4 separate regions of the Mus musculus genome follow, and regions 1, 2 and 3 are each linked to region 4. Evidence: chromatin contacts called from public ChIA-PET and promoter capture Hi-C data. All regions are on one chromosome and are shown on one strand. Each heading gives the region's core, a stretch centred on a gene start, on an enhancer-like site or on the middle of the called end of the contact. The rest is flanking DNA. Distances are from core to core; before and after follow the strand shown. Region 1 holds the start of Eogt (EGF domain-specific O-linked N-acetylglucosamine (GlcNAc) transferase). Region 2 overlaps Frmd4b (FERM domain containing 4B). Region 3 overlaps Gm46970 (a long non-coding RNA gene). Region 4 overlaps Frmd4b (FERM domain containing 4B).

Region 1 (3,059 bases), core at 76-2,575, 150 kb before region 4:
GAAGCCCGGAGATGAAGATGCGTGATTCTCCTCAGTGAATGAACACTACTAAGTCTCTCAAAGCAAAGTCAGAGCCCAGGGTCCCCTGGACATAGTAACCCACGGAGCAGACACTAGTGGTGAGCAGGAAGGAGGTAGCCCGCTTCACACCACATCACTCAATCCAGACCAACAGGATAATTAGCAGAGAAAACATTCCTAGGACCAAAGCCTGTTCCTGGTTCTCATTGCAGTAATCCTGTTCTCTGATTCCCGGGGCTGCCTGGACCAGTGCCAACCTCAGGATCACAACAGGCCACCCAGCCCTTGGACTAACCTTCTAGGTCGCGGCTTGGAGCACTAGGTCCTAAATTTCGGGTATCCAAATCCACAGCTCTGCAATGCGTTCTGCCGGTTAACAAAACTTGACCATTCATGGAAAAAAGTAACCCTTGGCCGTGGGGAAAATCTAAAGGAGCAGATCAGAAAGTTGGCTTTTGCAAGGGAGGGCATGTACCCACTTGCATATGCTGGGTGATGGTTCCCTGTGGTGCATGAAAGTACAACTTCAGGGCCTGGCAGAAAGCCTTCCCGGAGTTGAGTTCTCTGGCAAGACTTGGCAGGGATGAAAGCTTTAGTAGGTTAGGCTACCGCGTCTTTTTGCACAAAACGGTCAATCGCGCTCCACTCGTGTGTGGCTTGATTGGATTTTCACGGACCTAAAAAGAGAAGAGGAAAAAAAGGTAAAAATCTGAACGCCGTAAACCATGAGAGCTGGGGTTACTAGGACTACCACATGAATGGCTTAGGGCATTGCTGGGCAACAGAGCCAGCAGCGGACAGATGAAGTGCATCTGGGACTCAAAGACTATCAAGTCCCAAGGTAGGCAAGCAGACAGAGCTCAGACAGAGCTCGGCTGCCTGAGGCGCCGAAGTGGCAATCCTGCTGTGGCGATCCTCCGGTTGTCTGCGGAACGTCAACCCCTCCCCTGTGTAGCGGAGTCAGCCCCTCGCGCCCGGCAGCAGCCAACCCTGCCCCGGGTGCTTGGGGAAGCAGCTGTCTTAGGAGACGCTCGGCTCCCAGGTGTGCCTGGAGAAGCCACTCCGCCCCAGCATGGGGATCGAGGCAACAGGGCAGGCCTGGCTGGGCATCTCCCTAGCCTACAGCCACCGATCAACTCCTGGTAACCAGCTGAAGGCCGCGGGCTGGGATCAGAGTCCCAGAGTCAGGCTGCGGGCCCACGGGGGTGCAGGCGCCGGCCAGGAACAGGCGGGGAAGGCGCGGGGCCCACCTGCAGCTTGACTAGGGAGCGGCGGCGGCGGCAGTGGCGGCAGCTTGGGAGTAACGAGACGTCACCGCCGGCAGCCGCGAACCGGAAACCTCCGGCGCCCAAGCCGGGCCAGGGGGCGCCCGGGAGCTGCCGCGACACCTTGGCCCGGGGCTCAAGGGCGGACCGGAATGCCTTGACCACACCCAGCGACCAGAGTCTGGAAGGCACTCTTGGACACCCATCAGCCAAGGTTACGGACACCCTGTGACCCACAGCCTGATCCACTGGGGACACCCGCCTACATCCCCTCCGGGACGTGGGACACCGGGGTGCAAGTCCCTGGCTGCTCCTCCAGGCGCTTGGCAGGTCTCCAGCACCAGAGAGTAGGCAGGCAGACTACGGGACTGTTTACATATCACTCAGGGTTGTAATTTTATTGCTTTCCCATTCTGAGCAGAAGTTGCTGCCCTGATTTTCAAATGAGACTGGATGTAGTGGGACACTCTCTGGTGGGTAGTGAAAATACTGTAGATTCCAGGGAATTGTACCTGTCCATGAAGTGTCCAAGTCCAATGGCTACTCTTGTTTAATTTTTACGTTTTTGCTATTTCATGATGATTTCTAACTGCTTGTTTAGGTGATGATTACGTGTATGCATATCTCCCATTCTCTTCCATTCTTGACACCTTGCAGTTCCAGCATGCCTTCTGGAGCATGGGGGAGACAGCCATTAAATTATGATTAAAGGGTTCAAGGGCTGACAGGTGGCTTAGAGTTTTCAAAGCGCTTGTGGGAGCAAGCCTGACGACCCACGTTGAATCCTAGGATCCTACCACGAAAGGGGAGAACCCACTCCCTGACCTCGTTCTCTGACCTCCTGGATACTCACACCTTCCTATACAATACTAATAAATGAAAAAAAGGACCCAGCTTATATTAATGGTGTCAAAATAAACATGCTCAGATGCATTCAGTTCACAAGGCTTACATGTCTTATAAATTTTAAGAAGCTACTATGAGAACTGAAACCAGAACTGGTGGTACAGGCCTGCTGTTCCAGCTACTCCACAGGCTGAGTCATGGAAAAAATTTAAAAAAAATAAAAAATAAAAGGAAGTTCAAGACACCCAGACAACTTAGTGACCACGGAGATGAGTGCTATCCTAACATGTGCACGACCCCAGGTTCAATCCCCAGTAACATACAACATACACATGGGCTGGGCACTTTAGGGAAGGCCTTTCTTTAATCCTAGCTAGCACTTGGAAGGCAAAGGCAAATGGATCTCTGTAAGTTTGAGGCCAGCCTGATCTATGTCGCAAGTTCCAGACCAGCTGTGTTTTATATGTGTATGTGTTTAATATGTATATAATTTGTTTAATATATATCCTGTTCAGTATGTATTGTGTTAGCATGTCATTTACATGTGCCAAACACACATTAAAGAACAAAAGAACATTACAGTAGTTTTTAAAATGCATTTTAAAATTTTTATGTATAGGTATTTTGTGCGTGTATGCACACACGGCCAGAAGAGGGCATCAGATCTCTGGAACCGGAGTTACAGTTATTAGCTGCTATGTGTGTACTAGGACTTGAACTCAGTCCTCTGAAAGAGTACCAGTGCTCTTAACTCAGCCACTAACCACACTAGTAAGCCTGGCAAAGGCGATGGAACCAGGGCGCTTGTGTGACGTGACCACAGCACAACTTTAGGAGACTGTTTGTTTCAGCTTAGTTGGTACTCTACCGGTTTCGTTGTTTTTCAGGAAATGCAGCTTCCCATTACAGCAAAACATGTAATTATGG
Region 2 (3,351 bases), core at 92-2,591, 160 kb after region 4:
GCTCCCAATATATGCATTACGTCCATCTCAAATCCCTCAGTCAGACCTGAGGAACACCTCTCTACGTCTTCATGCACGTCTGGGAAAGTCTTCTTGAGAAAAGGGCAAGGTTAGCTTTGGAGCTGATCTCGGTCACATCCATCCCTTACACAATCTCATCCCTTTCCCCGGTTTGTACCCACTTTCCTTCATTCTCTGTCTGCACTGTACCCACACAGATCTCCTTTGGGGTTTTTCCCACCCTATCTTCTTTCTACCTCAGGAAAGCAGGCTGGAGACAGGTTCTAGCTTTTTTGTCTTTAAGCATGTAGATTAAAAATTATTTTCTAGGAAATGGTTCAGTTGGTAAAGATCTTGCAGGCAGGAAGGCCCTGAGTTTAAATGCCCTGTACTCACATAAAAGTCTAGCACACTGACAGTGCACCTATAATGCCCGTGTTGGGGAGGGGGGAGGAAGAGAATTTGGGGGTATTACTGGCCAGCCAATCCAACCAAATTGGTGATCTCCAGAATCTCTCAGAGAATCTGTGTCAAAGGGTAAGGGGTCTGGGGAGAGGCCCAGTGGGTAAAGCACTCACTGTGCAAGTGTGAAGATCCGAGCTTGTACCCTGAAGCACCCAGGTAAATTTTGGATGGGCATGGTAGCCTACTTGTAACTCTAGTGCACATGAGGTAGAGGCAGGGGAGACCCACGGCTTGTTGGCTAGCTAGACTGGCTGGGTTCAACTGAGAGACCCTGCTTCAGTAGACAAGGAAGTGATTAAGGAAGATACCTGTCTCTCTCTCTGGTCACCACAAGCATTTGCACACACATCCATGTGCACCTTTACATCCGTGTGCACCAACAAACATATACACATGAATACATAACACACACAACAAAGAGGGAGGGGGAGAGAGAGAGAGAGAGAGAGGCACAGACACAGACACAGACACAGACACAGACACAGACACAGACACAGACACAGACACAGACACAGACACAGACACAGAAGGTGAAGAAAGTGTTCTGGCCAGCCCGAATGCCATGAGGGCAAGCAACACTGGCGGTGTCATCCTCTGTCCACTTCTGCAGAGGGAGAGATGTTGGGGCTCAGCCACTTAAGAGTCGGAGGGCAGCTGAAACCTACTTAGCATGCTGGACAAGGAAGAGATCATGGCCCTTTGTGACACCTGGTGCAGCCTGTGGACTGCTAAGATGCTATTTATGCAATATTAGTGTACAGCCAAAATGTAGAACTTCTGAGGTGCAAAAAAAGTCCACTGAGAAGTCACATGGAAGTATTTGGCAACACAAGCAGTGGTTGTAACTCCAACTACTGAAAAGCACAATCTTACTCAGTTATGCAAAAGGTTACTGGGAAGAACAGTCATCAAAACTGAAGGAGGCACAGAGCCAGTTACAGAGACGGAGCACATCCAGTTCTTTGAGCAGCAGGCAAAGGAAGATGAGGAAGCTGGAAAGGTTGATTTTTGTCGCTTAGAAAAATCCTGTTACTGGTTCTTTGACCTTCTTAGTTCTTAGAATCCTTTTCTGGGACCAACTCAAGATGACTGAGGCCACAGCACTTCTGGTATGATGTCCAGCTTAGGTTTTATTATAACGTCTCAGAACAAAACATGAAAGACTACCATGGAGCAGAAGTTGCGAGCCTTCACTTACTATCATTAGTGAAAGAGGAATTTCTTTTTTTTAAATTTTTTTTATTAGATATTTTCTTCATTTACATTTCAAATGCTATCCCAAAAGTCCCCTATACCCTCCCACTGCCCTGTTCCCCTACCCACTCACTCCCACTTCTTGGCCCTGGCATGCCCCTGTACTGAGGCACATAAAGTTTGCAAGACCAAGGGGCCCCTCTTCCCAATGATGTCCGACTAGGCCAGCTTCTGCTACATATGCAGCTAGAGACATGAGCTCTGGGGGTACTGATTAGTTCATATTGTTGTTCCACCTATAGGGTTGCAGAGCAAGTCACTTGATATGCACGCACTGATAAGTGGATATTAGCCCAGAAACCTAGAATACCCAAGATACAATTTGCAAAACACAAGAAAATCAAGAAAAAGGAAGACCAACAGGTGGATACTTCATTCCTCCCTAGAATAGGAAACAAAATACCCATGGAAGGAGTTACAGAGACAAAGTTTGGAGCTGAGACGAAAGAATGGACCATCCAGAGACTGCCCTATCCGGAGGTCCATCCCATGATCAGTCACCAAATGCAGACACTATTGCATATGCCAGCAAGATTTTGCTGAAAGGACCTTGATATAGCTGTCTCTTGTGAAGCTATGCCAGTACCTGGCAAATACAGAAGTGGATGCTCACAGTCATCTATAGGATGGAACACAGGGCCCCCTGTGGAGGAGCTAGAGAAAGCACCCAAGAAAGAGGAATTTCTTTTCCTCAGTCCTAATCTTGATTCTCAAGGACTAAAATGTGTGTCTTCTCCTTATGGATTAGTTATGATTGGAGTTTCAGGGACTGTCTACCGAGGAAATTCTTGTTTGGGAATATTTGAACAAATTTTTGGACTTATCCATAGCCATTTTGTGGGAAATACTTGCAAAATCAAATTTCTCCTGAGAATCGTTGGAGGAAGTTCCCTTGCTCCTGGATCATCACTGAAGCCATGTGTAATATTTGAACAGAGTGACCTGGAGGCCTTTTATAAAGTAATCACTTTGTGTAATAGCCCCGAAGTAAGACCTAATGTAAGGCAGATAATAGATAGTGGCACTGGAGACCAGGTTTTACATAGTGGAGATGAGGCATTGTTGAACAAAAGGGAATGAATTTGCCTAACCCTCTCAAGCATTGAGCACTGTACCTCGGCCTGAAGATGCTGCAGAAACACAAGGCTGACCATCCATCCCTAAGCCACTGCAGATGTAAGAACTGACATATTTTAGCTGAAATACCTTTTTGGGACTACAAACTAATGTGAATATTTGCCTATTTCTATCCTAGTTACAGCAAATGTCCTGAGAACTTGTTGCGGTCCACCAAATAAATCCAACTTTAGATGTTGTAGGTACGTGTGTGCCTTAGAAACTTTAGGTAGTATTTTCATTTGATTTAGTGACTAGCCTACTGATCTCTGTAGTTCCAAGTGGCAGAGATTAATATTACTCATGTTCATGGCTTATTATATCTCTTGCAAATACATCTTACTAAAGTGTTGTCAAAAGAAAACAGCATTTTAAAGATGTTTACTATAGAAAGTCTTGGTTATATAAGATACAAGTGGTGGACTTGTTCAAAAAGTCCAATAATTTAAGCTGGGAAGAAAAACTTAGCTTCCCATTTGAAACTTTTTTTTCAAGTCACTTTTTCTAGTCCAAGCA
Region 3 (3,052 bases), core at 294-2,793, 210 kb after region 4:
CAGGTGGGGCTGAGAGGAAGTCGAACTTGGCTTAGCAACCCACAGGAGGACCGTGGGTGCCCGTGTGCAGAAGCTGAAGTATCTCTGACAGAGCTCTTAGCTGCAAGTGAAGGAAACACAGCACTATCTAATTTAATAGAGAAAAATGTATCGACCGATAAGACCAGGCAAGGGATCAGGAGGGCAAAGGAAGCCTGTGGATGCCAAGAACCTACTTCTCTTTTGACTTGTTCCTGTTTTTGACTTGTTTTTGGTGTGTGTGTGTATATGTGTGTGTGTGTGTGTGTGTGTGTGTGTGTGTGTGTGTGTAATTTTGTTTTGTTTGGTCTTGCTGTGTGTAGTTTTGGTTTGCTTGGTTTTTTTTGTTTGTTTTTTTTTTTTTTTGATTTTGTTTTTTGTTTTTTGTTTTGCATCCGCATTCAGCCCCTTGAATGCGGTCTTTGCCGATTGTACTCACTCTGCTACAAGGTAAGCAGGATGAACAGTGTCACAAACTCATGCCCCCATTGGCTCAAACTCAGAGGGGAACCAGAGCAAGCTCCTTTCTGGCAGCTAGTAATTAAATCATGGGAGATGTGCTGACTGACAATCGTAATCATCTGATCCAGGTGAGGAAGGGGGACGTGTGTAGATGCAAGAACTGTTAGAGAGTACGGGAGTGTGGGGTGCTATGATTGACAGCCTCTTGAAGTACAACTTGATCAGTAGTAGTCTGGAGGGAATACTTGGCCCAGTCAAGCTTTCTTGTTCTCAGAAGGCACAGGGGTGCTGAGTGGCAGGAACAGCCAGCATCTTTCTTAGGGCCATTTCTTTGGAAACATAGGGATACCCCAGTGAAGGCAGTAAGCACCCCCAAACCTTGGCCTCCTTGCTCTGGGATACATCACAGCTTCTTGCTCATTCCTGTTTCTCTGTTCTTCCTTCCTTTGTACTGACAATGAAGCACCTCATGGTGATCTGCTCTCTGGCCTGGGTAAAAGGCTTGCTAGTGCCTTGGCATTCCACTGAAATATAATTTTATTTTAACCTTGTCCCTTTATGAACTGGACTTGCTCATATGCAGTATATTACTAGGAACAGTTTTTAAATTGATGTGACTTCAAATAATATGTTTGCATTTTCACTAACTTAGTTGTGTGGTACCTTGGGTATTATTAAGTCCTTCACTCTAATCCAAAGCAACAGCATTGACTCTCTCTCTCCTCCCTCTTCTTCCGCCTTCCCTTTTCCTCTTTATTGTCCCGAGATATATCAATAATATCACTTTCTTAATCTCATTGGGATCCCATGAACCCCAAAGCTTAAAACAGTATTTAGAAGGTCTCTGTTCCCTGGGAGAGCTTTTTTTTTTTTACCCTGTTTTCCATAAATTTAACACAAAAAGGCTTAAGGAGCCAAGAGCCAAAGGTGCCAAGAGTCAAAGCGTTTGCCAAGGTTGGCTTACGGCTTTTAAATGGCCAACGGCACACGCACAGTCTCTCTGGCTCGGCTTCTGCAGCTCCAGGTTCGATGAACAGTGGTTCTTGGAAAGCCCCACACTGGATTGCAGCCCACACACACGGTTTACAACTTGGTTGTCAGGATGCCAAACTGCACAGGGCTCCAACCTCCCCAGAGTTGCCGGCTGGGCTGGCTCCTCCCAGTTCTCCATCAAACTGCTAATGCTAGGAAGCGGGAGAGACTCTCCCAGTCCTGTAAATGGCTTCGCCTTATCTCCTTGGTAAAACACTTACTTGTGGAGAAAAAAAAAAAAAAAAAGAAACCAGAAACTGTGAAGCAAAGCCGCCTCCTCACTCACGACTTCCCTATCACCTCCCGCTCAAAGGAAGCTTGTTCAGCTGCTTATTGGCAGCAAATGCAGTCTGGGGCAGGTCCCCACAACAGCCGATGCGTGCCTGTGCAAACTAGCTCCTACCCATCGCCAAGAACTGCAGGTTCCAGAGCAAGTACCTGCACTTGTACATGAACATGTTGTTTGAGGGTATCTCTGAACTGTCTATGACGTGAATATGGTTTGTGGCAGATGAAGGTAACATAGATGACCAGACCCTACACAAAGCACACATAGGCATTTACCCTGTATTGGTGATTCTCAACCTTCCTAGTGCTGTGGCCCTTTAATGTAGTTCCTCCTGTTGTGGTGACCCTGAACCATAAAATTATTTGGTTGCTACTTCATAGCTTTAATTTTGCTACCATTATGAATTGTAATGCAAATATCTGATATTCAGGATACCTGGTATGTGACCCTTAGAGGTTGAGAACTACGCCCCTTATAAATCAGCAACAGGGGCCTGCTTACAAAAGGCTGTAAGAGTTAGCAGGAGAGAAAGAACATAAACACAGTCAGGGGCTCTACCAATGTAGCCATTTAGTAAAGCCAGTATTAGCTGAGTTTCTAGAACATTCTCAGTGGGGCTTAGTTTCTACGTGTTTCTCATGTTATGGGCACTTCATGGTAATGAGCCTACTTTTTAAAGGGAGGAATTTTTGTACAACATAGTCCCTAATTATATGACTCATAGTCTATATGGTATTGTACTAAAGAAGCAGAGAGAAAATTAGTTTCATCACCTTGACTTCACAAGGAATGCCATCTCAGGTAGGATGACACCCATTACATTTAATAGTCGTCTTACATGACTTTTCGGATCTGATAGCATCTCCTGGACGAGGGAGGGGGGATATTTTCCCACTCCTGTGCTGCAGCCAGTCAGAAGAAGGGCTGGGGCATGTGGCAGGCCAGCAGCATCTACCCTGGGTACAAGTGGAGGCTGGACAGTCACCTACCTCTTTTCCTTGCAAGTGGACATAACTGAGATGAAGTTCTTTCCTTTCCAAACATCAGGATTTTACTCCTGGCCATGGTAGGGCATGGGGAAGGTAGAGGTTGTAGTTGTATGACTGCAGAGTTACTGACCTAGATTAGGGGTCTACCTTTCTTCAAAGGCTCAGAATATTTTGGATCTTCCATAATTTAAAAAAAAAATGGTCTCAGTTGTAACCAGTCTACTACTGTGTCGGAAAAGCAGGTAGAGAAAATACTTACATA
Region 4 (3,159 bases), core at 522-3,021:
TGGATTTTCATATTCAGATAGCCCAATGGTTAACTGGGTCCTCCAGTTCCCAGAAGCATTTGTGGAAGACACTAGAAATGAGAACAGAAAGAGAGAGAACGTTAGTTGAACTATTCCAAGCTAAATCTGTTCAGGTTGCTTCACACTCCGGTATGTGCAGAGCAGAGAGATGGAAGCCTGGGTTTAGTTTTGTGTTTGCCACTGCTGAGGGGGTGGGTCCAGGCCTTGCCTCTGTTCTACCTCTGAGAACGAGAAACCCCTATCTGAGCCAGAATTGATAATCAGTTCAATTTTCTGGGTTAATAGCCGGCTGAGTGACTTGGGCAAATAGCTCCTCCTTTTGAAGCTTCAGTTTTCTTATTGTGGAGAGGGTAAGTACATTTTCTGTGGTGACAGCACCAGGACTGAAGGTTATGATGAACATAGTTAGCCTAGTGCAGAATAAAGGCTCGCAACATGGTAAGTATTACTATTAACAGGAGTTAGTCCAAAGGGAAGACAGAATTATTTTCAAGAACACCCGTTTTGAAGTAGCCCAGAAGGAAAAGGGAGTGGATTCTCAAAGGGAGAGAACCTTGCCACCTGGGCTTCAGATCCGACCAGATGGTACTTGAGAATCCGTCGAGAGGAATGTGGAGGAAAAGCCTTCAGCCAGGTCACTTGTCAAGACTTGACTGCTGAAGGCAACACTGGCCACTGGTAAGGCAGGGCGTTTTCTATTGTTGACTGAAAAGTGGAGGGTGAAGCTAGCAGGAGGTGGAAGAGGCTAGCTTTGCAGAAGGGTGGATCCAGGAGATGACAAGGGTACAATTTGGAAGCAGAGCCTGATTGAAGGAATGTTACTGGGTGTCACTGGTTATCACTGGGTTTCTGCTCTTCTCTTTGTGGAACCAGTCCTGCCCCATGCCTGGGCTGCACAGGTGACTCGGCAGCTCTGTGTGTGTCTAAGCCTCACAGACAGCCCTGCTCACTGTTCTTCCTGTTCCTCACGTTCTGTCCACTGACCTCTTTCCACACCCACAAGCCACTTGCATTTGCCACTGACAAACTTCACAATGCGTCTTTGGCCACAATGCCACTTGATTTACACTAACAGATGTAGGATGCTCACGGAGGGTTTCCAAGACTGAGCACCGAGGGAAGGGCTCTGAAGCCTGCGGGGGTCATACTGTTAGCCCTGGGATGGAAGCCCTACTTTGTCACCTGCCAGCCTACGGGACTGGCAGTCATTCAAACTCTATCTAAACCAGAGAGAGTCACCTTAACTGTAAAATAAGAATCATAACACACAGCTCTCGCCCTACAGCCCTGCTGCTCCCATTAAAAGGGCACCCTGACACAGAGCTGCCAAGAAAAGGTGGCTATGATCACTCCTGAAACTGAGTCATGACGAAGCCTTCAGGTGGTGCAGAGTCTGACTAACCAGAAACAGGAAATGTAGCTCTCCGTGTGAATGATCGGAGCCTGTAGAAATACATCTCCAAAGCTATAAAGTAGGGGCAGGAACATTCCAGAAGGGATTTCCGGGAGCCTTGATTTCATCCACTTAATTCTTTCTAAAAGATGCTCTTAGCCAGGTGTGGTAGGGCAGGCATGGGAGAGGACTCATGAGTTTGAGGTCAACCCTGGATGCACTGTAAGATCCTATTTAAAAAACGTCAAGGGGGTGGGGGATGGGGTAAGGAGGAATGCTCTTGGTGGTGCAGTCAGCAGAACTGATACCAGGTCTGAACCAGGAAGCAGTAACTCCGTTTTCACCCTTGCCCTAGATACAAAACCAACAGCCAAGACACTCAAGGGTTTTGACTCACACCTGGTTTCCTGTGGGTGTTTCCCCAGCCCTGCGTGCGCACCAAAAGCCATCCACAAGAATTTCCAGACCCCTGTTTGCTCTCATTCTTGGGGAACTCTCTCCAGATGTGACCCGTGAAAGCCTTCCATGCTTCACCCTGAGCTTTGAGGAAGTTCAGGAGGTCCTCTGAGCAGGATAGGTGTCCTCTACATCAGAGCCATAAACCACAAGAAACAGTGATAGACACCTCTTCCTGTGTTAGATGTGGTCATAGGTGGGATAATCCCGGAAGTCCAGGTCGCAGAAATAGTAATAAAATAGAACCCAAGCAGTACTCTCCATGGCAATGTCTCTTGTCAACAATCTTATGAATCACAAAGGAACAGCTCACTCTGACTGTTCCACAGGCTTGGAAATTCCCACCTAGGACCCAGGTTTTTGTGTAGTTTAAGCATTCATGCATTTCTTCAACTCATACATTCCTTTAGTTGCTGATGACACCCTTCAAAGGACCTTGAGGTCCTTCAATACTGACCTAGCACTATGCTGGGCAGACCAGTCCTCAGCTCCTATTTCTCCAAATTACTCAGAACAGGTTAGGGTGTGCAGCAGGTACTCTGCAAATGGGAGCAGAGGGAGTAGCCAGCTCCCCATTTCAGGGTTAGAAAGAGAATGCTTTTGATGATCAAAATTAGCTACCAAAATTCCTGGAGTTTTCAGTAATGACGGTGGGCATGGAATCAGGTTTTCAAGAACCCCAGGCAAACATTGAGCTATGACCCCAGCCTCCCAAATTCCTTACATTAGCAATTCAGTTGAGAACAGTATAGACTGAGATAAGATAAGCAAAGTATGTAGAAAAATACTTGACAAATACCAGTTCTATCGGAATGACTGTAGGCGTTACGCAGGCAGGTGCAGGAATATTCGATCTTTAGATTTATGACATCTTGGCCAGTGGGAAGGGATGTGTGATCCTTACTTAATGCCTTCTGCTGACTTTATGTGTCTCTTTATTCTTTCAAAACATCAAACTCCAGTGATGAGAATACTTTTAAGAGATGTGGCTATCAATATGAGGTGAAGATAGCACAAAGCTGGAGCAAGCACCAAGCCAGGACAACACACAGACTGGGCCCTCATCCTGTGTTTGCCCGGCTCAGATCTACAAATGGCTTCATCAGGCTCTAATGCTCTCTGAAAGCTGTTCAAGTTGGCAGTTCTTATTACGGGTCCACTTAATGACCACCACTCTGAATGACCTCGGGGACCAATTTATGACCCTGGACAGGAGTGGTTTGGGATGGGTTGGGATACATGGTGGCCCCTGGAGTGATGTGCTTCCCCCAGCAGTCTTACCTGAAGAG

What was found. ChIA-PET counts read pairs in DNA pulled down with a chosen protein or histone mark. Capture Hi-C pulls out chosen DNA fragments and counts their contacts.
Region 1: a contact with region 4 is called in an RNA polymerase II ChIA-PET map of effector CD8 T cells, with 27 read pairs. The contact joins the promoter of Eogt here to the enhancer-like site in region 4. A contact is called at or near these places in 1 of 15 datasets of contacts at CTCF or cohesin (CD8 T cells), 3 of 484 Hi-C or Micro-C datasets (Th1 cells, bone marrow-derived macrophages and stem cell-derived primordial germ cell-like cells), 4 of 115 datasets of contacts at active chromatin or transcription factors (effector CD8 T cells, embryonic stem cells, extraembryonic endoderm stem cells and 1 more) and 3 of 9 other capture datasets (adipose tissue, liver and pancreatic islet).
Region 2: a contact with region 4 is called in a promoter capture Hi-C map of adipose tissue. The contact joins two enhancer-like sites. A contact is called at or near these places in 3 of 115 datasets of contacts at active chromatin or transcription factors (CD8 T cells, effector CD8 T cells and extraembryonic endoderm stem cells) and 2 of 9 other capture datasets (adipose tissue and liver).
Region 3: a contact with region 4 is called in a promoter capture Hi-C map of adipose tissue. The contact joins two enhancer-like sites. A contact is called at or near these places in 2 of 484 Hi-C or Micro-C datasets (bone marrow-derived macrophages and liver), 7 of 115 datasets of contacts at active chromatin or transcription factors (CD8 T cells, cardiomyocytes, embryonic basal ganglia and 4 more) and 2 of 9 other capture datasets (adipose tissue and liver).

Annotation. Positions count from the first base shown.
Region 1 is chr6:97,147,561-97,150,619 of GRCm38.p6, forward strand. It overlaps Eogt (EGF domain-specific O-linked N-acetylglucosamine (GlcNAc) transferase), which reads right to left and starts at 1,326. Exons shown (of 18, transcript NM_175313.5): 1 at 1,272-1,326; 2 at 317-698.
Region 2 is chr6:97,448,665-97,452,015 of GRCm38.p6, forward strand. All of the region lies in intron 1 of Frmd4b (FERM domain containing 4B), which reads right to left. It also overlaps the pseudogene Gm19653. Among named protein-coding and RNA genes, the nearest start is that of Frmd4b, 37 kb to the right of the region's middle. Within about 2 kb of position 1,342, at least 15 of the 459 cell types and tissues checked have an H3K27ac peak or open chromatin away from gene starts, as enhancers often do. A contact at or near this core is called in adipose tissue, where this site is marked.
Region 3 is chr6:97,504,713-97,507,764 of GRCm38.p6, forward strand. Gm46970 (a long non-coding RNA gene) reads left to right here. Exons shown (of 5, transcript XR_003956336.1): 1 at 1-3,052. It also overlaps a transcript of Frmd4b not described here. Among named protein-coding and RNA genes, the nearest start is that of Gm46970, 10 kb to the left of the region's middle. Within about 2 kb of position 1,544, at least 81 of the 459 cell types and tissues checked have an H3K27ac peak or open chromatin away from gene starts, as enhancers often do. A contact at or near this core is called in adipose tissue and microglia, where this site is marked.
Region 4 is chr6:97,292,425-97,295,583 of GRCm38.p6, forward strand. Frmd4b (FERM domain containing 4B) reads right to left here. Exons shown (of 23, transcript NM_001346637.1): 21 at 3,152-3,159; 22 at 1-71. Among named protein-coding and RNA genes, the nearest start is that of Gm32191, 41 kb to the left of the region's middle. Within about 2 kb of position 1,772, at least 90 of the 459 cell types and tissues checked have an H3K27ac peak or open chromatin away from gene starts, as enhancers often do. A contact at or near this core is called in CD8 T cells, Th1 cells, adipose tissue and 3 more, where this site is marked.